Regions from separate parts of the Sus scrofa genome. Here regions 2 and 3 are each linked to region 1. A link is a contact called in public Hi-C data. All regions are on one chromosome and are shown on one strand. The core of a region is the stretch at or near the end of the contact, and the rest is flanking DNA. Distances in the headings are between cores, read along the strand shown. Region 1 holds the start of EVI5L (EVI5-like protein). Region 2 holds the start of MCOLN1 (mucolipin-1). Region 3 holds the start of ELAVL1 (ELAV like RNA binding protein 1).

Region 1 (2,604 bases), core at 54-2,553:
AGAAGAACCCCCCCTACCCACTATTTAGAAGGTTGAGACCTCAAACCTCAGAAGGTCCTGACACTCCCCACTCTGGGTTCCAGCCCTCTCGTTTCCATGTCCGTCTCCCCACTTCCAGCCTCCATTGTGAACTTACCGTGTCACTCTCTCTTCTGTGACAGGTGGAAATGTGTCATTTTTGCTAAGTCTTGCCGGCTATCAGTAACTGCTTCTAATGCCCCACAAGGGGCCAGCCTGTTTTGATCGTCCCCTAAACTTCCTTTTCCTGTTGATAGGGTCTTGGCCTGCCATTCGCTCATTCATCAGTTACAAGCAGTTCCCATGGGCTGGGCCCCTTCTCAGAAACGCTGGGGATCCCGAGGAGACCTGACCTAGGTCCTGCATTCCACACACACCCCGTCTAGATGGGGTGGGGGATGGGAGGGCCGTGTCCCAAGCAAGGATAAAAGCGTGCTCAGAGTTTAATGCGGGAACAAGATTCTCAGCCTCAGAGAATATACTTAACCCTGACTAGACGAGGGCAGGGGACCTGCCTGAGTCTTTGGTGTGACACCCCAACCCCAAAAGCCCCACCGCTAGCACCGAGTTGGAGTTAGTGAAGCTGCAGTCCCACCACCTCCCCGCCGCCTTAGGGATTTCTGGCAACCCCCCTTCCCGGACCCAACCCTTTAGCCTCTACCTTATCTGCCCCCGCCCCAACGATGATCTAGGCCACGCCCCTCTCAGCCCCGCCCCTATTTCATTCACTCCAAGCCTCAAGCCCCAAGCCCCACCGCCCCGGAGGCCAACCTCAGATCAATCTCACGAACTCATTGGCCAGAGAGCGTCCCTTCACCGCCCTCCTTCAGTGTCATTGGCTCCCTGGGTGTCATTCTTCTTTATAGAGGCCCAACAGTTGCCATGGCCAAGGTTTGAGGGGCAGATAATAATGGCCGTCCCAGGACGTCTCGTTATTGGGCCAAAAAGCCCGGTTCTGGGCGGGGCTTAGACCCAAACGCTTGCCTGCCCCTGTCTGGGGTTCCTTAGGGACTCAGCCTTCCCTCAGAGACACACCCCTCTCTCCTCGCTATTGGCCCTGCCATGTGTTGATCACCAGGATTCCACATTCCGATAGGCAAAACCACCCGTCCCTCACTGCTTCCCTAAGTTTAATTCGCTTCTCTCCTTAAAGGAGTCAACCTTCTGGCCGTAGCCAGGGCCCTCCTTACGGAATGTGCACGGATTGGCCAGGAACACCGTCACTCCTGGCCAATGGGCGGAGCCGGAGTTCCTTGGGGCGGCGAATTGGCTGACTGGGCCTCGGGGGTGGGGCAGCGGCTCCTGTCAGCGGGTGAAATGGCAGCGGCGGAGCCGGCGGCGGCCGCGGTCCCGGGGGGCGGCTGAAGGGGCCGGGCCGGGGCTGCGGGGTGAGCGGCGCGGCGGGGATCCGGCGGCGCGGCCGGGGACGGCTAGGCTCGGCACGGCGATGGCGGCGCGCTCGGCGCAGGTAGGTAGGCGGCGCGGGCCAGGCCTCCCAGGCGCCTTCTCAGGCCCGCGGCTCCGCGCTGCGGCCCGCGGGGGCCGGGCAAGATCGGGACTCAGGGCCCCCTCTCCCCAGAACCCGCGCTGGGACCCCTTGGCACTCCTAGCACGGACCCTGGCCGTCAACCTCGGGCCCCGGCCCCTGCCCACCCTCGTTCCCGACGCTTCCCGACCCTCAGGGGCCCTTCCCCGACACCTCCGACACCTCCGGGCGTCCTCCTCCGCGGCGCAGCCCCCTCCCCAGAAGCTTCCTCGGGCCCGTAACCCCTGACCACCCTCTCTACTGACCCTCAGGACCCCTTCCCGGTCTCTTCAGGGCTCCCTCTGCCCCCACCCCGCAGACCCGCCCCCTACAAGCGCCCTCCAGGAAGCGGAGGACCCCCGCCCTCCCTCTGTCCCAACCCCTCAGGTTCCCCTCTCATCTGTAGACCCCCTTGCCACGCCGTCCCTCCCCTCACTTCACATCCTATCTCTGGGCTCAGACGTACCCCCATCCCCAAGGATACCAGCCTTGGAGCCTTCTGACCCCACAGGACCCCCCTCTCCAGTCTCTGTAAATCAGGATTTCTGCTCACAGGCCTCACCTCAGCCTGATTGCCCATCTGCCACTCCCAGCAGCCCCATGGCCAAGGGCACCCCTGAAAGCCACTCCTGGGGTCTTTCAGCACACTCCAATAGCTCCACATACAGCCCTGATCTTGACTTGTCTTGATCACTGCTTCCTGAAAATCCACCTTCACCTCATGCTCAGGACCTCCCTACAGATGTTCTGAACCCCCTCCCCCACCTAAGGACACACACCTTTCAGAGGGCCCCACTCACACATTCAGGTGTGCGCATGCCACACACACCTGGGACCCAACAAATCAGTACCCATATACCCCCAACAACTCATACGGACAGACCCTGGACCCCTCACACACAGACATTCAGGAGCCCCTGACATGGACACACACACACAGGGTCAGACACTTTTATCCTCAACACAGACCCAGGCAACTGGGACCCTCTCCCAACACACCCACATTCACAGGGCTCTTCAGCGCTTTAGCATGCCTCCTCCTTGGACCAAGAGCTCCCAGC
Region 2 (2,604 bases), core at 46-2,545, 250 kb before region 1:
GCCTGGGTTGTTAACCTTTATGCTCTAGGACAAGATTGTGCAAAGGCCCTGGGGCTACTGAGAGATGAGCCTGGGGAGGAGGTAGGAGTGGGTGGGGCATGGAACAAAGGGCCGGGTAGACTGAAGTGGGGAGCTTGCTTGACATCCTGGAGAAATAGGAAGACATTAGTAGGTTCTGACAGAGGACTAATATGAATAATCTTTTGAAGCTCCTTCTAGCTGCTGGATGAAGAGTGGAATGGGGAGATCAAGAATGGGAACCTAAGGGAGTTCCTGTTGTGGCTCATCAGGTTAAGAACTGGACTAGCATCCATGAAGTTGGGGGTTCCATCTTTGGCTTTGCTCAGTGAGTTAAGGATCTGTTGGGGAGCTCCCATCATGGTGCAGTGGAAACGAATCCAACTAGGAACCATGAGGTTGTGGGTTTGATCCCTGGCCTCACTCAGTGGGTTAAGGATCCAGCATTGCTGTGAGCTGTGGTGTAGGTCATGGACGTGGCTCAGATCTGGTGTTGCTTCGGCTCTGGCATAGGCTGGCAGCAACAGCTCTGATTAGACCCCTAGCCTGGGAACCTCCATATGCCAAGGGTGTGGCCCTAAAAGGACAAAAGACAAAAAAAAAAAAAAGGATCCATCGGAGTTGCCACAAGCTGTGGCTTAGGTCACAGATGCAGCTCTGATCTGGTGTTGCTGGGGCTGTAGTGTAGGCCAACAGCTGCAGCTCCAATTTGACCCCTAGCCATATGTGCAGCCATAAAATGGAAAAAAAAAAAAAAAAAAGAATGGGAGCCTAAGATCAGGGACGTTGGTACAATGGCAGGGGCCAGGGTGTTGAGGGACTCTGGGCTGATAGCCATAGGAGTGGGGAAAAGTAGTCCTGTTTGGGATATAATTACGAAATTATAGAGGGTTTGATGGTAGTTCAGATGAGAGGGGTTTAAGAGGAATGCGGGGTTTCTGGGGGGTAGGAAGCAGGGCAGTCTTGAGATAAAATGTGGGATCATCACCAGAGTCTGTGGAGGGTAAGGGGGTCAAGCACTGGACATGGAAGTCAAGAGGTTGGCATTGCACGCGGGCATGATAGGGAGCCAGGACCCAGCCAGGGCAAAGTTGGCTCCCTCACAGCCAGCCCATCCCCCAGCACATTCATTTTTCGCCCGTCGGCGCTAGGACCGCACGGCCGTCTAAGGGCTGTAAATCGCCAGCTGAGTCACGCATGCGTGCAGCTCCTGCAGGGGGCGTCGTGGCGCAGAGGGCGGGACCGGATCGCGTCGATTGCTTTTTGAACCGTGTGGGTCACGTGACTGGGGGCGCGAGTCAGCTGATGCGGGAGGGTTTGAAGCTGCACCGCGAGGGAGCGAGGCCGCAGTGACAGCGGCGGGCGTTCGGACCCCGGCTGCGCCGCGGCGCTCGCCCGCGTCCGGTGCTACTCGCTCCGGCATGGCAGTCCCCGTAGGCCCGCGCGGCTCAGGTGAGGGCGCAGGCGGCCCTGCGGGTCGCCGAACGCAGGCGGCGGGCCGGCGGCCGACTTCTCCGACCTAGGGCGGCGGAGCCCCGGGTTTCTCATTCCTCAGCGCCGGTGCTGACCTCTCAAGCTTCCCCGTGGTGGCGATACGGGCTGACGGCTCCTATTACCTGGGCGGCGGGTGGGCACTAGCTTTGCGACCTTGGAGTGGCAGGACTCCCGACCGCCCTTCCTGAACCTAGGCTGTGCTCAGCGTGCCTCAACTCAGGCGACTCCTGGCGGTCAGGGTCCCAGGGTTTGCATTCTGAGTCTAGATTCGGATTGCTCAGCTCTGCCAGAACTCAGACAACCCCAGTTGCATGTGAGATCTCAGATTTTCCTTCCCCAAATCAGGAGGCAAATGTTCAGCTTCTCTAAACCCAGAGAGGAGTGTTGGTCATTGCCTCCTGAAACCTAGGTGCCTAACTCAATTTCAGATCACCAAACTAATGGAAGCTCAGCTTTCCTGACCTCAGTAGCCTCTCATAGGGGACCCTAGAGGAAGGCCGATTGCATTGGTCTTCCCTTCGTTTTTTGTTTTGTTGTTGTTGTTACTTATTCATTTATTTATTTATTTGTCCTTTTAGGGCTGCACCTGAGGCATATGGAGCTTCCCTGGCTAGGGTCTAATCGGAGCTGTAGTTTTACCTACACCACAGCCACAGCAACACAGGATCCGTGCCGAGTCTGCCACCTACACCACAGCTCATGGCAACGCTGGATCCTTAACCCACTGAACAAGGCCAGGGATGGAACCTGCATCCTCATGGATGCTAGTCGGGTTTGTTAACTGCTGAGCCACCCACACCACAGCTCATGGCAACGCTGGATCCGTAGCCCATTGAACAAAGCCAGGGATGGAACCTGCATCCTCATGGATGCTAGTCGGGTTTGTTAACCGCTGAGCCACGACAGGAACACCCGATCTTCCCTTCGTAAGCTAGCTGGAGACATCTAAGAAGTGTCCTGGCTGTTAGAGTCTGGGTGGCTTAGCTGTGATCCCAGCCAGGGAGGCAGCTGGCCCTCCGGCTTCTCATCCAGCCGCTTTGTAAACTACAACAGCATCTGAGCTCCAAAGGAACCAGCCAGGATCTGGCCCTC
Region 3 (2,604 bases), core at 41-2,540, 160 kb after region 1:
GCTCCCACAGCTGAATCTGTTCAACGTTTTGGGAGCCTTCCGTTCCAAGGCATCAGAGATGGGGCTAAGGGAACTTTTAGGGTAATATCATTTAGTCCAGTGGTGGTTCTCACATGTGTAAGCGCGCGCGCGCGCGTGTGTGTGTGTGTGTGTGTGTGTGTGAGATACTTTCAGCAACATCTGAAGATATTTTTGATCTTCACAACTAGGGGACATGGATGCTGCTGGCGTCTCGTGGGTAGAGGCCAGGGATGCTACTCAGCATCCTACCATACACAGAACAGCCCTCCCCCACAAACCAAAAATGATCAGATCCCAAATGTCAGTAGCGCCAAGGTTGAAAACCCTTGAATCCTCCTCCCCATCGTCCCACTTCTGGACATTGGTTCTCAGGATTCCACAGGAATACTTTCAGTAAAGGGGAGGGGGCTCTGTTCCTCCAGGGGCAGGGCCTGCAGAAGTTCTTCCCCACATGCCCTACAAACAGTAGGTATTAGAACCCATTTTAATAAGCCTAGCAGCGGAGGACGCCGGAAAAGGAAGAACATCCATCCTCCATTGTTCAACTGCGTGCAGTTTATGTTTTACACACACACACAATTTTACAAACCCAAACGTCCCACGCCTCAAAAACAGCTTTGTTAGAGATGGCGTCCATAAATATATATTTTTCTTCGACCCTCATACATAGTGAAGGGTTTGCACACTTCTAAAAGGACCTCAGATCGGCCGCGGTCCTCTGACAACGACCACAAAAGAATGTATAGGATTTCCCCGGGGAGCGTGCCCGTGGGCCGTGACCTCTGCGCGCTGAAGGCGCTCACCCGACTCCCTCGTCTCTGGCTTCGCTCTCCCGCCCCCGGATAGCCGGCTTGCAAGACTACCCCGGCCCGGCCGTGGAGCCCGGCCGCCAGGCGCGTGCCCACGCCGCGTCCCCCTCTTTCGGCCCTCGCGGCGGCCAAGGAATCCGGCCCGGGGCCTGTCGCCGGCGCCCACAGCGGCCGGCCCTCGCCAGCTCGCCGAGGCCCGTGCGCGTCCCCTCCCAGCCCCGCGCGGCCTGGGCCTCGGCCGGTGCAGGCCCGCGAGCGCCCGCGGCCCGGCCAGGCGAGCTCAGGCCTGCCGCGGCCTACCCCGTCGAGCGCCGCCGAAGGCCCCCGCCTCACCTGGACGCGGGCGGGATGGCCCGGGGCTGCTCCGGGTCGGGCGGGCGGCGGCGGCGCGGCGCTAACGGCTCCGCTCGGCCTCGGTAGCGGTGGCGGCAGCGGCGGCGACGGCGACGGCGGCGGCGGCTCCTCCTCAGCGCGCACGACCCGCTCCGGCCCGCGGCCCGGACACGCCCCCCCGACGCGCGCACCCATTGGCCAGCGTCCGCCACTGCGCGCTTCTCGTTGGCCGGCGTTGCTGTCGCGGCGCCCCGGGGCGCGCGGCGGAGGCGGGACTTCCGGCTGGCGCCGCCTGAGAAGGGCTCGGCGGCAGGCAGAGACGCGGGTGGCCGGCGATGGCCGCGGAGGGGGCCAGTTGGGGCTTGGCCCACGGCGGCCGACGGAAGGCGGTGACCGAAGAGCCGCGCCCTTTATCGGGGGCATTTTGTGTGTCTCGAGCCTATGTGTCCCACCGCCGCCGCGGCCACCGTTACCACCCTACAAGGTAGGAGCGGTCAGTGCACCAGGACTGTAAAGGCAGGACTCGGGTTCGAATCCTGGCCCCAGCGTTTCCGCACTACGTACCCTTGGGCAGGGGCTGACGTCACCTCGGCGGGCCTCAGTTTCCTTATCTGGTGTAATGAGTAGGCGGGGCATGGGATGCCGTCAGCGTTCCATCAGTGTTGCTTATCAGAGCTAGCAGTTTACCCCGATGCTCAGCCTAACACCCATTCATTAAAATTTAATTGAGTGCCTACTACGTGCCAGTCAATGTGTGCACAGTGAACTAGCCAAAATACCTGCCTCTATTTGGTTGACATTCTAGGCTGGCTCTGTCCAAGAGCGGTATAAGCGTACCACAAATGTTAGCCACATGAGTAATTTAACGTTTCTTATAGCCATGCTAGAGGGGGAAAAATAAAAAGAAACAGGAGATGTTAATTTTAATGATGTGTTTTATTGAACCCAATTTATGTCCAAAAAGCTGTTTCAACATGTAACCAATATAAAAAGTTCTGAGATCTTTTTATGTTTTTTTTTTTTTTTCCTTCTTTACGTGCTTTTGAAATCTGGTGTTTTTTTACACTCACAGCGCTTCTGAAGTTGGACTGGCTACGTTTCAAGGGCTCAACAGCGCAGTTGCCAGTGACTACTGTATGAGACCGTGCAGTGCTAGATGAGGAGGCAGAAAAGAAATCAAGTGGATTCCACACACAGTGGTGAAAAGTGGTAAGAGGAAAAGTAAATTGGACAGAGGGCATAGGTGAGGAATGTGGGGATTTCAGTTTGAAAGAGGACTGTTAGGAAGATTGAGACAATAGGATCTGCAGAAGGACCAGAAAGAGTCAAGAACACTGAAAAAATAATCATAGTGTAGTATAGTGTCATGTTTATCCAACAGAACTTTCTCCCATCATGGGCATGCCTTTTAATCAGCAGTGTCTCATTTAATAATCACCAG

The links. Hi-C and Micro-C count contacts between places; a contact is called where the count stands out from the background.
Region 2: a Hi-C map of liver shows a contact between it and region 1, with 5 times the contacts expected there. The contact joins the promoter of MCOLN1 here to the promoter of EVI5L in region 1. A contact is called at or near these places in 2 of 47 Hi-C or Micro-C datasets (heart right ventricle and liver).
Region 3: a contact with region 1 is called in a Hi-C map of liver, with 2.3 times the contacts expected there. The contact joins the promoter of ELAVL1 here to the promoter of EVI5L in region 1. A contact is called at or near these places in 3 of 47 Hi-C or Micro-C datasets (embryonic fibroblasts, heart right ventricle and liver).

What each region holds. Positions count from the first base shown.
Region 1 is chr2:71,364,535-71,367,138 of Sscrofa11.1, reverse strand. EVI5L (EVI5-like protein) reads left to right here and starts at 1,303. Exons shown (of 19, transcript XM_013994706.2): 1 at 1,303-1,486.
Region 2 is chr2:71,612,015-71,614,618 of Sscrofa11.1, reverse strand. It overlaps MCOLN1 (mucolipin-1), which reads left to right and starts at 1,295. Exons shown (of 14, transcript XM_003480808.4): 1 at 1,295-1,470. The coding sequence starts at 1,440.
Region 3 is chr2:71,205,827-71,208,430 of Sscrofa11.1, reverse strand. It overlaps ELAVL1 (ELAV like RNA binding protein 1), which reads right to left and starts at 1,290. Exons shown (of 6, transcript NM_001195334.1): 1 at 1,164-1,290. It also overlaps a transcript of CCL25 not described here.